2 separate regions of the Zea mays genome follow, and region 1 is linked to region 2. A link is a contact called in public Hi-C data. All regions are on one chromosome and are shown on one strand. Each heading gives the region's core, a stretch centred on a gene start, on an enhancer-like site or on the middle of the called end of the contact. The rest is flanking DNA. Distances are from core to core; before and after follow the strand shown.

Region 1 (6,088 bases), core at 2,841-5,340, 210 kb after region 2:
GTCTTGAAGCGTTTGATGATTAGGGCCATCTCATCTTCATTTAGCCCGGCAGCCTCAACTTGTGCCACCTTGCTTGGTAGCGCCTCCCTGCTGCTTGTTGCTTTGAGAGCAACGGGTTGAGGCTCGTAGACGCATAGAGGGCCATTAAGAGCATCATCCACGTATCGCTCTTCCTTTACCATCATACGCCCGCTCACGAATTTTCCGAGTATCTCCTCGGGCGTCATTTTAGTGTACCTGGGATTTTCACGAATAAGGTTTACAAGATGGGGGTCAATTACCGTGAATGACCTTAGCATAAGTCGGACGCCGTCGTGCTCCGTCCATCTTGTGCTTTCATAGCTTCTAATTTTGTTGACCAGGATCTTGAGCCTGCTGTAGGTCTGTGTTGGCTCCTCTCCCCTGATCATCGCAAATCTCCCTAGCTTGCCTTCCACCAACTCCATTTTGGTGATCATGGTGGCATCGTTTCCCTCATGAGATATCTTGAGGGTGTCCCAGATTTGCTTGGCGTTGTCCAAGCCGCTCACCTTGTTGTACTCATCCCTGCACAAAGATGCTAGCAAAACATTGGTAGCTTGTGCATTCTTATGAATTTGCTCATTTATGAAAACGGGGTTGTCAGTATTATCAAAATGCATTCCGTTTTCAACAATCTCCCAAATACTAGGATGGAGAGAAAATAGGTGACTACGCATTTTGTGACTCCAAAATGAGTAGTCTTCTCCATCAAAGTGCGGAGGTTTCCCAAGTGGAATTGATAGTAAATGAGCATTAGAATTGAATGGAATACAGGAATAATCAAATGAATAATTTTGATTAGCTGTTTTCTTTTTCGATGATGAGTCGTCGTCTCTTGGTGAAGATGAAGAGGCATCGCTGTCGTAGTAGACGATTTTCTTGATGCGCCTCTTCTTCCCAATCCTCTTCTTGTGACTTGAGTCTGAGTTGTAGGCTTGTCGTCTCTAGGCTCATTGAGGAAGGACTCCTTCTCCTTGTCATTGACCACCATCCCCTTTCCCTTAGGATCCATCTCTTCGGGCGATTAGTCCCTTACGTGAAGAGAACGGCTCCGATACCAATTGAGAGCACCTAGAGGGGGGTGAATAGGTGATCCTGTAAAAATCAAATACTAATAGCCACAAAACTTAGTTATAAGTGTTAGTATGGCTAAGTAGTTTGAAACGAGCTCTTACAAACACAAATAATCATAGAGAGGAGCAACACAAGAGACATGCGATTTTATCCCGTGGTTCAGCCAAGTAACACTTGCCTACTTCCATGTTGTGGCGTCCCAATGGACGAGGGTTGCACTCAACCCCTTTCAAGTGTTCCAATGATCAACTTGAATACCACGACTTTCTTGCTTATAGTCTTCTTCCCATTTGCGAGGAATCTCCACAAGTTGGAGCCTCTCGCCCTTACAAGATTGATCACAAAGAACGCACAAGAGTAAGGTTGGGAAGAGCAACACACACAAGACTAAAATACGCAGCACAACCACACACACAAGTCACGACTTGAGCTTGAAATGCAACACACGGAGTTCACAACTCAAATGGAGCTCAAAATGCAAACACAAAGAATCAAATGCGTGAAGTTGGAATCTTGGAGTCTTAGGATGCTTAGTGAATGCTTAGGTAGCTCCTCCATGCGCCTAGGGGTCCCTTTTATAGCCCCAAGGCAGCTAGGAGCCGTTGAAGATCAACAAGGAAGGTTATCCTTGTCTTCTGTCGAGTGGCGCACCGGACAGTCACTATAAACGGTCCGGTGCCGATCTCCTTCCTTTTCTGGTGCAGACGACCGTTGCAGCTCCGGGCTGGTTGGCGCACCGGACAGTCCGGTGCCCCCTGCCGACCGTTGGCGCGGGCCACGCGTCGCGCGCGAATTGCGCGGCCGACCGTTGCGCTGGTGACCATTGGCTCACCGGACAGTCCGGTAAATTATAGTCGTACGCCGCCAAACTTTTCTCGAGAGCGGCCTGTTCACCGGAGACCAGCCTACACCATCGGACAGTCTGGTGTGCCAGACTGAGCTAAGTTTTGGCTGCACCGAGCCAAGTCTTTTTGGTTTCTTTTCTTCCTGTTTCTAGTACTTAGACAAAATATGTTAGTACTCGAAACAATGTACTAAGTCTAGAAACGTACCTTGTAATATGATTTGCACTTCTCTCTTCATTTAGCACATAAGAACCTAATTAAATGTGTTTGTGTACTTAATCACCAAAACATAATAGAAATTGCCCAAGGGCACATTTCCCTTTCAAAAATCCTTCTAGTATTTCTTGAGGTAAAATCTTCGATTAGATCTTCGTACTTAATCTGCTCCAACAGATCACTTTCAATTTCTAGTATTTCTTGTGTCATGGTAGAATGCAAATAGGTTTTGACCAACTTGAGTTTAGAAAAACTCTTTCCGCAGATGCAACGGTTACAGGAACTGTTAACAAAATTCGGTATGCAATAACAATATTGGAAAACACCCTAAATGTTTCACATGCTTCAAAATGTCAAGAGGGCCCATAGATTCCTTAATTAAATCTCGGATGAGTTTTAACTCCACAAACAATTCTTTTCCTTCAATATCTGAATGTTCTCCACTTTTGAGTGTAGCCTCAAGATTCATAGAACAAGAAAATAATCTCTTATCATCCAAAGAGCGCAACTTATATGAAGTAAACAAGAAACCAAAAGTCTTTTCATACCCCTGGTATTGTTCAAAGGCCTGTTTGGAAGCCTGCCCCGGGCGCCACACCGCGTCACACTTCGAACGCCGCGGGTGTGGCGCCCGAATCGGCCGCCACACCGCGTCACACTTCAAACGCCGCGGGTGTGGCGCCCGAATCGGCCGCCACACCTTAGGCGTGGTGCGGCGCCGTAGGTGCCTGTCCAAACAGCCCCCAAATCTTCTAGTCAGTGACGTGATCGCTTGATCAACAATAGCAAGAAAATAAGTTACCCTAAATGATTCTTGTGCAGATTGTGAAGCAATAAAAGTATCTTCAGGGGTCTCATCTAAGCAATATAGTTACCCTAAATGATTCTTGTGTAGATTGGATCAAATATATCATGTTGAAGGCTGAGAGCATAGAGCCGATTAAAAAAGTTGAAAGAACTTGCCTGGCGTGCTTGCTAGTTAATTCAGAGCAAAGCAACTTGGACTTGGCTTCACGCGGGAGACAGGGTGATGATGCTGTAGCCTGTACACGTTGCTGCCGGTGATTCTCTTCAACGGCGATGTCGGCGCTGCCGCTGGTGATGGCAGGGCGACAGGGATGTTTTGCGATGGAAGCCAAAGGGGCAGGTACGCGGCCGCGTGTTTCTTTGCCTTCCTATGGAAGCCACCAACCGAGAGAGGCTAGACTAGTTAGAATCGGATGGGATATGGGCTGACTGAGCTGCTAGTATACAATACATATACGTGAAATGGAGGCCTCCAAAAAATAGGGGCCCTGTGCGGTCGCCCATTTTAGCCCTCCTAAGCGACGGGGCTGCTTCATCCTCCGCGCAGCTACCACCAATCACAATTGCAAGGTGACAGAAATGTATAATCACAATTAATCCTAAAAAAATATTAAAATTTTCAGGATTAATTGTGATTATGTAATCATGATTTTAACCTTTTATTTTTTAATCACTCATTCTGATATTCACTAATAGTGTTAGGGTAAATGACAACTTCGTTTTCAAAACACAGGGGTAGAATCACAAAGTTGGAAAATGATGGATAAAATCATAATTGTAAGATAAGAGAAAGACATAATCATAATTAACCCTAATTATTATAGGTATGAAGAATGTGGCGATTCTACCAAAAATAATAATAGAATAGATACATGACCCGACTCTCCTAAACTAAATATACGTTGATCCCGCCCGCGTACCTACTCGTGCTAAACAATCGTATCCATTCCTTCACAATGTCGCAGCCTCTCAGTCTCAGGCCATGGAGAAGTTTGCAGCCCAGCAAGAAAGTGGACGTCTCCAACCCTATCAAAAATGGGCCTTACAATGCGGCAGGGCCAGGAGCCCACAGAGAAGCGGTTCCAACCCAAAATACGTACGGTCGTCTGTTGGACGGCACTGGTGAAGTCGAAGTCTCGAAGGTTCCAGCGAGCGACTGTGTCGAGCAGGAGAGAGCGCGATGGGGAAGATGCGGCAGCTGATCTGCCTCGTGGCCGCCGTCGCCGCCGCGGCCATCCTCCTGACAGGTGACGCAGGGTCTTTACCTCTAAACTCGATCGCCTTGTCAGAGCCGTCCGCCCCTCACAGCCTTGCTCCTTCCCGTTTGCCTTGACGTGCTCTCCTTTTGAAACCATTGCTTGTGATTTGTATGCAGCGTCGGCCAAGAAGTCCGGCGACGTCACCGAGCTTCAGATCGGCGTCAAGGTCTGTGCTCCGTAACCGCGGTCAACTCTCCTCGCCAGTTTAATTGTTTGCTGTCTTCGCGGATTCTGGCGGATCTTGGATTCGCCGGTTTCTTCATTTAGCAAAAAATATTTTGTGAATTAGTGCCTTCGAAAAAGTCTGTAGACTCCCATTTCGTGGGCGTCAGTTGAAATCTCTTAGTAAAGGATGGCAGAGTTCAAACTCAGAAAGGGGTCGGCTTCGATGATTCTAGTATATCGAGCTACACACGGATCTGCGACTGCAAAATCTGTAGCCTTTTCTTCCCCTTTAACGCAACATTCTTGAGTCATCGAATGAGTTTCACTTGAATTTTATATGTGTCACTCAAAGATGAATACAGGAAACGATTGTGGTACTGTTCTGCTAGTCAAATTCATGTAGTCGATGCTCAAACAGTCAATCTAGAAGAGGTCTAATCTAAAATTTCCTCGGCTAGCCTGTGTTAAAGATGGTCTCCCTGCATATTGCTACCTCTGGAAAAGAACTTTATCGGACTAGTACCTTATATCAAGATTCTAGACCACGCTGGGTGATGGTTGATGGCCTCCGGTCACAGTTGGTCCTCTTAAGGGATAACCATTGTAATGCTGCTGAAGTTGTCTGTTTAGGGCCTTCTCCAAAGGATATATATACCCTCTGTTATGGGTTATCGCTTCCCCTTCAGGCCTTGTTTGGGTACTCTAGTATTCACCCCAATCCACATTTGTTGAGGTGGATTAGGGTGTAAATTAGGGGTGAATACTAGAGTACCCAAACAATGCCTCAAAGTTCAAAGTTCAAACAGAAAACTAAGAATCATTGGATCATGATAGTGAGAAATATAATATTTGGTTACAATCCAACGTGTTAGTTAGGGATTGTGATAGTGGAGAACTGCATGTCATCAGCTTCTGCTTATTGTTACACAATTACCGTACAATGAAACAATGAGAACAGGCTGTGGTTTTCTTGTTATTACATTTTGAAAGGAGGTATCCTTTTGTTCTGTGTGGCATTGATTTTTCTCTTGCTTGTCTTCCTTTCAGTACAAGCCTGAGTCATGTACGCTGCAAGCACACAAAGGAGACAAAATTAAGGTTCACTATCGTGTAAGTACCTGATCTGTATGCTTTTTTAGCCTTGCTCTATTTTCCACATTGACTTTTTTTTTGTTCAGTGATGTAGCCCTGTAAGGGATTTGCTCATGGGTGCTATAGATATGCCTTAACTCACACAGTTAATATAGTCACGCAAAAGAACTGTGCTATTTGCTTGGGAGTATGATCTTTATAGATTCATAATATCTTGTCTCATATATGGTTTTGCCTTTTTCATGTTCGATTAAAAAGCACTCCTCGTCGATACTTTACCTGCAGTGTCTCTTTCCTCTTTTTAACTCTCTTTGTTATTTAGCTGAAAGGCTTGATATGCTGCAGGGGACACTCACTGATGGATCAGTTTTCGATTCTAGCTATGACAGAGGTGACCCGTTTGAATTCACTCTTGGAAATGGCCAAGTGATAAAAGGTTACTGTCCTTTCCTATAGCCACAATAAAGTTTCCATGTTTATCTGTGGTCCAGTGTCCATACTAAACTGTACTGGGATATAATATAAGCATACGTCACCCAAAAAAAAATGGATGAAATGGCATATGCCATTTATATGACACGCAACCTTAAATCCGCCAACTGACTCTGT
Region 2 (5,820 bases), core at 3,015-5,514:
ACAACGAGCTCGAGCCGGCTCGCCGTGCCGAAGCTTTTTTCCCGACCCTACTTGGTAAGCCATCTAAAATATATGTTTTCAAAACTAAAGTATTCGTAGTTGTTTTAAAGTATTCTAAACTTAGATCTAAATCTTAATTTACAAAAATATAGTATTGTCATGACTAAAATATATTGTGGTTTTTAAAAACTTCGTTTCGTTCAAACAGAGCAGAGTATCCGGGTTCATCACCCAGAGATGTGCCCCAAGACGACAAGTCGACAACCGGCGAATCATGGAGGACGCCCAGAGTCCTCACTGTTCACTCGCGCGAGTCAGAACACTGCCGTCGCGGCATCCCTGCTTCGGGGGTTCCCGCAACCAGCTACGGCCGAGGAGCGCAAGGCCCGCGCGCTTCTGGAGCACGCCTCTGTGGAGCAGATAGAGAGCTCCGCGCGACAACGTGAACCTGGTGCAAGCCAGCGCACGCCTTGGGTTTGTTGAGCGGGGATTAGTGATGCAGATTCTAAATTTTATCCTCTGCAAGTAAAATCCCCTGCAATCCTTGTGAGTTGTGACGAGATTCTAAATTTTATCTTTTGCAAGATAAATCCCCTCCAATCCTTGTGACAGGAGATTAATCGAACAAGCCCAAGTAACCTCCTCGCACCTCAACACCAAACCCTTGCTTGCTTGAGATGGTCGGATGAAATGTTCCGCGTTTAGAGTTTCGCTGGGGTTTGTTGTAGGATATGAAGTTTATCTGGCTCTCCGCTGCATTTGAGCCACTTGGCGCTTGCGCTATCGCGCAGAGACCTGATGGATTCTGGAACAATGCAAGCAGTAGATCACAAGCTTGAGGAGGTTGAGGAGCATGTCCATTTCAGTGCCGTAGATCATCACAATTCACAAGCTTGAGGAGGTTGGCGAACATTGTCAAATCGTACCGAGTGATAAAAGATACTCCTCTGACAGAAAGAAACCAGAAACCTCACGACACATAACATAAAGAAACCAGAGCAGTGACAATCAGAAAATTTAGAATCAGGACTTCTTTTATTAATCTAGAGTTCTCATGAAACCATGCCTTATTCCACTGGCAACAGTCGCAGTACAAGACAGAACACCGCACGGATACCATGTTAATTACAGTGCATACAACAACAGGGATTCTCCAGCAGCCTGTTAATTACGCCGAATCCTTGACCTCAGATCCATATATCAGAGGTGCAGTCCCCACCAGGATATCTCATCTCGTGGGCCAGGGCAGGACCATCAGGCTCGGTGCCAAAATCGACGAAGAAGTTGGGGTTGACAGCCAGGCCTCCTTTCTCGGTGTCGACATCGATCTGCAACATGTGGGAGCCCTTCTTGACAAGATCATCACCGAAAAACTGCTCATCCCATCGGCTGAAAAGTGAGTTTGTCACGTATATCCTCTTGCCATCCAAGCTCAGCTGAATCATCTGTGGCCCACCTCTAAGTCGATGACCCTGATTATAAAGAAACATGCAGTGAGTCAGAGTAATCAAAATTCCATTGTATTTCCATATTGTTTCGTTAGGATTCAAGTGTGCCAGTAGTCTAGCTTAGCAATGCAAAAAAAAAAGGTTTGTAGAAATGGATTGTAGTAACTTCACAATGAACAAACCGTAACCACCACTAAAACCCAAACCGTAATAATTATGAAAATCTTGTATTTTAGAAGGTTTTAAGAGGGGAGATTACCTTGACTTGAGGCACATTGTACTGCTGTTCCTGACCATCATCAGTAACATAGACGACATCACTGCCCTTCTGAAGAAGACCACCAACCCATACTTGTCCAGCCAAGAAAGGCTTTGCGGGATCCTCAATGTTGTACTGCCTAATATCGCCATGAAGCCAATTTACAAAGTAGAGATAACGGTCATCAAGAGAGATGACGAAATCAGTTATCAATCCTGGCATTTCCGGCAGAATCCAGTTGCGGACCTTCAGTGGTTTCACAGAGATAGCAACCTGCAAGCACAGCAATAGGAATGTAAGCAAGTTGGAAAATCAAGCCCATTAAGTGGGAAAGAACTTATCATGTAGCATGAACAAACCTCATGGCTCCACGATCCATCCGCGGTCTTGAAAAATCTCACCATGTTGCTTGTTAAAGCACAGCCAACATAGCCAGTGTCCTTTGATGGATCATGTAAAAACCTCACCTGCAGGGGAAACAAACAAACAGAGAAACATGTCACAACAGGTGGAAGCACCATATATTCCGGTAGCATTTACAAAGAAACCATGATAGCTCAAAGGTAAAAATATATAGACCGATGCCAAATTATTCTTGCAGCAGCTTCAACTTATTTAATATTATATTACCTCAAGGGGAAGGAGTCCAGTGTCACCTAGATCAAGTGTCTGCTTGAGCTCACCGCCAGGCCAGTCGTACACATGCAGGTGCCTTCCATACAGGCCATCCTGGACATGTTGAAGATCGAAACCTGTCCTGAACGCTGCAGGGGCTCCCCATGACGAACTGATCATCGTCTTGTGGCGAGGCTGGTACCAGAAGTCATATCCAAACAAGGGACTGTGACCTGGCTTTTCCCAACTGCATGTAGCAGAAACTTAATAAGTAATAAAGACACTGAGATCATCATAATGAATCTGTCTGTTTTTCACATGTCAAGCAATTTTACCATACATCTGCAGTTAATTTAGAGCACATTACATGAATCACACCCATCATACAAGTCTGGATCGTGTGCTCTTATGTTACTGTGACATGGCAAAGTGTATAACAGCATGATGTGATTCAACAATAACAGGCTATGCTCTGTAATTGGGCATAGTAACATGTTACACTTCAACAGCGATGGGCCTAAACGTTAAGAACTTACCGTCCTTTGACATTAAACTCTGAATCCAACAGCAGGAAGCCATTGCCAGCTGCATTCCCCTCCTTGTCCCCAAGGCAAGAAATCATAATGTCGCCAGACGCAAGGCAATGAGACGTGTGAGGGAACCCAAGCCCAGTATTCTCAGCAATGTCCTCAGACTCAACCACCTTATGCAAGGATGGCGCCCTTGGGTCTGTCGCTGTGTCGACGACATACACACGGCCTGACCTGCAAATAGCCATTGAAGCGGCACCACAGATTCTCAGTCCTGAGTTCAGCAGTCGAGTAAGACAGCTGATATATTCATCTGATCATCTCAATTTATTTGATGCAGTACTCACAGCAAGGAAGGCAGGATCAGGAAGCGGCGCTTGGCCGATGGGTCACCGTGGCAGGAGCTGCAGGAGTTCCAGCCAGAGTGATGCAGCTCGTCGCCGATGTGGGTGACCGGGAGCCTGTGGATCACCTGGGAGTATGTAGGAGAGCTGGGATCCAAATCCACCGTCGCAAGGTAATCCGGCTTGTTAATTCCAGTGCCTGCATAATTCATGTGTAGCCCACTGCACCCATGAATACAAAATTCACAACAAGGCGAACATCTAATCTCTGCAGTGTTCACATGGTTTGTGTGCAGGCGTTCCCCGGAGTAGAAAGTAGAAACCATGTGAACCCCTGTAAAGTCTTAAACTATGGAAACAGAAAGTATCATCTCATCTGTAAACGACATGGAGAAAGGCCTATTTAATCGAGTTCCAAAACCATTGGGGATCCATGCGGGAACAATTCTTGTCCGGTGCAGCCTCGGCTAAATTATATAAAAGGGTCGCTTTCCAATTTCACCCCACCTATCCTGTACTAAATAAACGTTACGAATTGAATTGCTCGCTGATGAGCTCCTGACTAATCATCCAAGATCTACGCGCACGTCCCCATATGTCCGCAGCAGGATCCTCCTGGCTACAGTCCTACAGGCATGGTGAGGCAGAGGAAGCACGCACCGTTGTAGACGCAGGTGACGTAGACGAGCTTCTCCCTGGGGCCCTTCTCCATGGCCTCCAGCGGCGTGGCGTACCCGGGCCCCTTGGCGGCGTGGCAGCACGCTTTTCCGTTGGCCGCTGCCGCCGCCGCCGCCGTCTCCACAGCTGCTGCTCCCGCCATCTTTTCTGCCGGTCGCCTGCCTGAGCCGGTCCGGTGCTGCTGTGCTCTCAGGTCGCGCGCCGCCACCTGCCGTTCCGGCGAGCTAGCTAGCGCTGCGGCGTCAGGGTCACGTACCGCCGCCGGGCCGGGGGGCTGGGGAGGGAAGGGAACGGGGAGATGGAGAAGCAAAGCTGCTCACTCACTCACCCCGACCGCGGACCACCCGAACCGGACAAGAGGGAGAAGACGATACGGCTTGGTGTGGGGGCGTGGCTGCGGCTTCTGCGAGGCGAGCAGGCGGTGGCAGGCCTAATTATAGCGTTCCCGGCTGAGACGTGGAGGCATGAAGTTTGTCGATTGCGCGCCGCGATTCGTGCGGAGGAGGCGGAGCATGCGGACAGGGGAGGTGGGCGTGAACATGGGCCCCACGGCGTGGCGGGAGCGAGGTGTCGTGGTATCTGGACGATAATGCGGGCGGGTGGGATCCAGCCAGCGTCAGCGTGGGCGTGGCCCCGCCTCGGGAGAACCAGGGAGGACGACGCACGCACGGGAAACGGAACGGAGAGCGAAGCCGGCGGGAACGACACGCCGCGCGACGGGACGCCGTGCGCGATGTGCTGGCATAACACAAGTACACAATCCCTCGCGTCGACGGCGTCGTCATCACCTCCGCCTTTCCACTGTCCTGTCCTGGCATAGGTTTCGGCAGCGTCAAAATAAAAACCGACGCCATCTGCTGCACTTGGATGCTTGCTCTCTGACTCGTGACTGTTGGTGCCGCTGTGAAGTTGCGGTGGTTGCTTTATCGACGCACGCAGCGAGCTGATCCTGGATCGGACTATCGAAGAGAGACAGACATGGGATGAGATCCGATGACACCGGATCGAGCAGGATCCGGATTCATCACAGGAGTAAAAAGTTGCCTGCACGCAACGCACGCAGGACGCCGGCGGCGGCACATCCGAGCGGCTAGCTGGCTCGATCCCCCATGGACACTATATACCGTGTGATTGGTTTCCCAGCTCCCAACGCTCAGGCTCCTCACAAGCGTTGACTGCGCCTGCATTTCTGATTGGTTGGCTGCACGGCTGCGCCCGGGCCTGTATGTGAGGGTGCAAACAAATCTATTTTACGCTCCTTGGCCTGCATGGGCTGGGAAATAACTCGCGCCCGTTTCCACTGGTGCAGGCCCGCGTGAGCAAGGCCCTATGGCTGCCGGCAACCAATCAAGAGGTATTTGCATCGCTGCCGCTGACAGAGGGATATGCATGGCACTATGGCAGGTAGGACTAAAATAGTGGTGCAGCTGAGTCTCGCCTCGCGCCCACAGGCATTATCTTCCCATATTGCTTAGCTGACCAGGATCTCAACGGGCTCCCATTATTGCTCTGCTGGAGTATATTTTATTAGCCATGCAAGCAGCGCATCGGAGACGTGCGTGCTTTAGCTTGCCATTATCTTATTAGCTTGCCACGGAGTACGTAGGCACAGGCAGGCAGGCAGCGGTGTGGAATACTGGAATCATTGGATTGCATGAAAATTGTTGAAAGGCTGGATTCTGCAAGAATTGCGCAACAGAAAAAAAAAAAGTCCACCTTGGCTTCTATGTTCTGACTCAACATGGGGGTCGACCTTTCCAGCATCTTGATGATCCACTGCACCATACTTCTCTCCCCTGTCCAGATAGTCACCCGAGAGCACGAAACATTACGGAATTTCCACAAACATCGAAGAGAGCCGATAGATCCAAATGTCATAAAGCTCATGCTTTTTATTAGCACTTTTATTGTTAAGTAACGGTGAGATAACCATTGGGGATATGTGA

What was found. A called contact is a pair of places that touch in the nucleus more often than the background predicts.
Region 1: a contact with region 2 is called in a Hi-C map of tassel, with 2.8 times the contacts expected there. The contact joins the promoter of LOC100285758 here to the promoter of LOC100192654 in region 2. A contact is called at or near these places in 2 of 25 Hi-C or Micro-C datasets (ear and tassel).

What each region holds. Positions count from the first base shown.
Region 1 is chr3:164,138,523-164,144,610 of Zm-B73-REFERENCE-NAM-5.0, forward strand. It overlaps LOC100285758, which reads left to right and starts at 4,091. Exons shown (of 6, transcript NM_001158648.2): 1 at 4,091-4,210; 2 at 4,339-4,388; 3 at 5,435-5,497; 4 at 5,825-5,915. The coding sequence starts at 4,144.
Region 2 is chr3:163,925,473-163,931,292 of Zm-B73-REFERENCE-NAM-5.0, forward strand. It overlaps LOC100192654, which reads right to left and starts at 4,265. Exons shown (of 7, transcript NM_001137866.2): 1 at 3,857-4,265; 2 at 3,200-3,395; 3 at 2,859-3,086; 4 at 2,338-2,569; 5 at 2,067-2,174; 6 at 1,708-1,980; 7 at 1,020-1,472. The coding sequence starts at 4,016. The coding sequence ends at 1,188.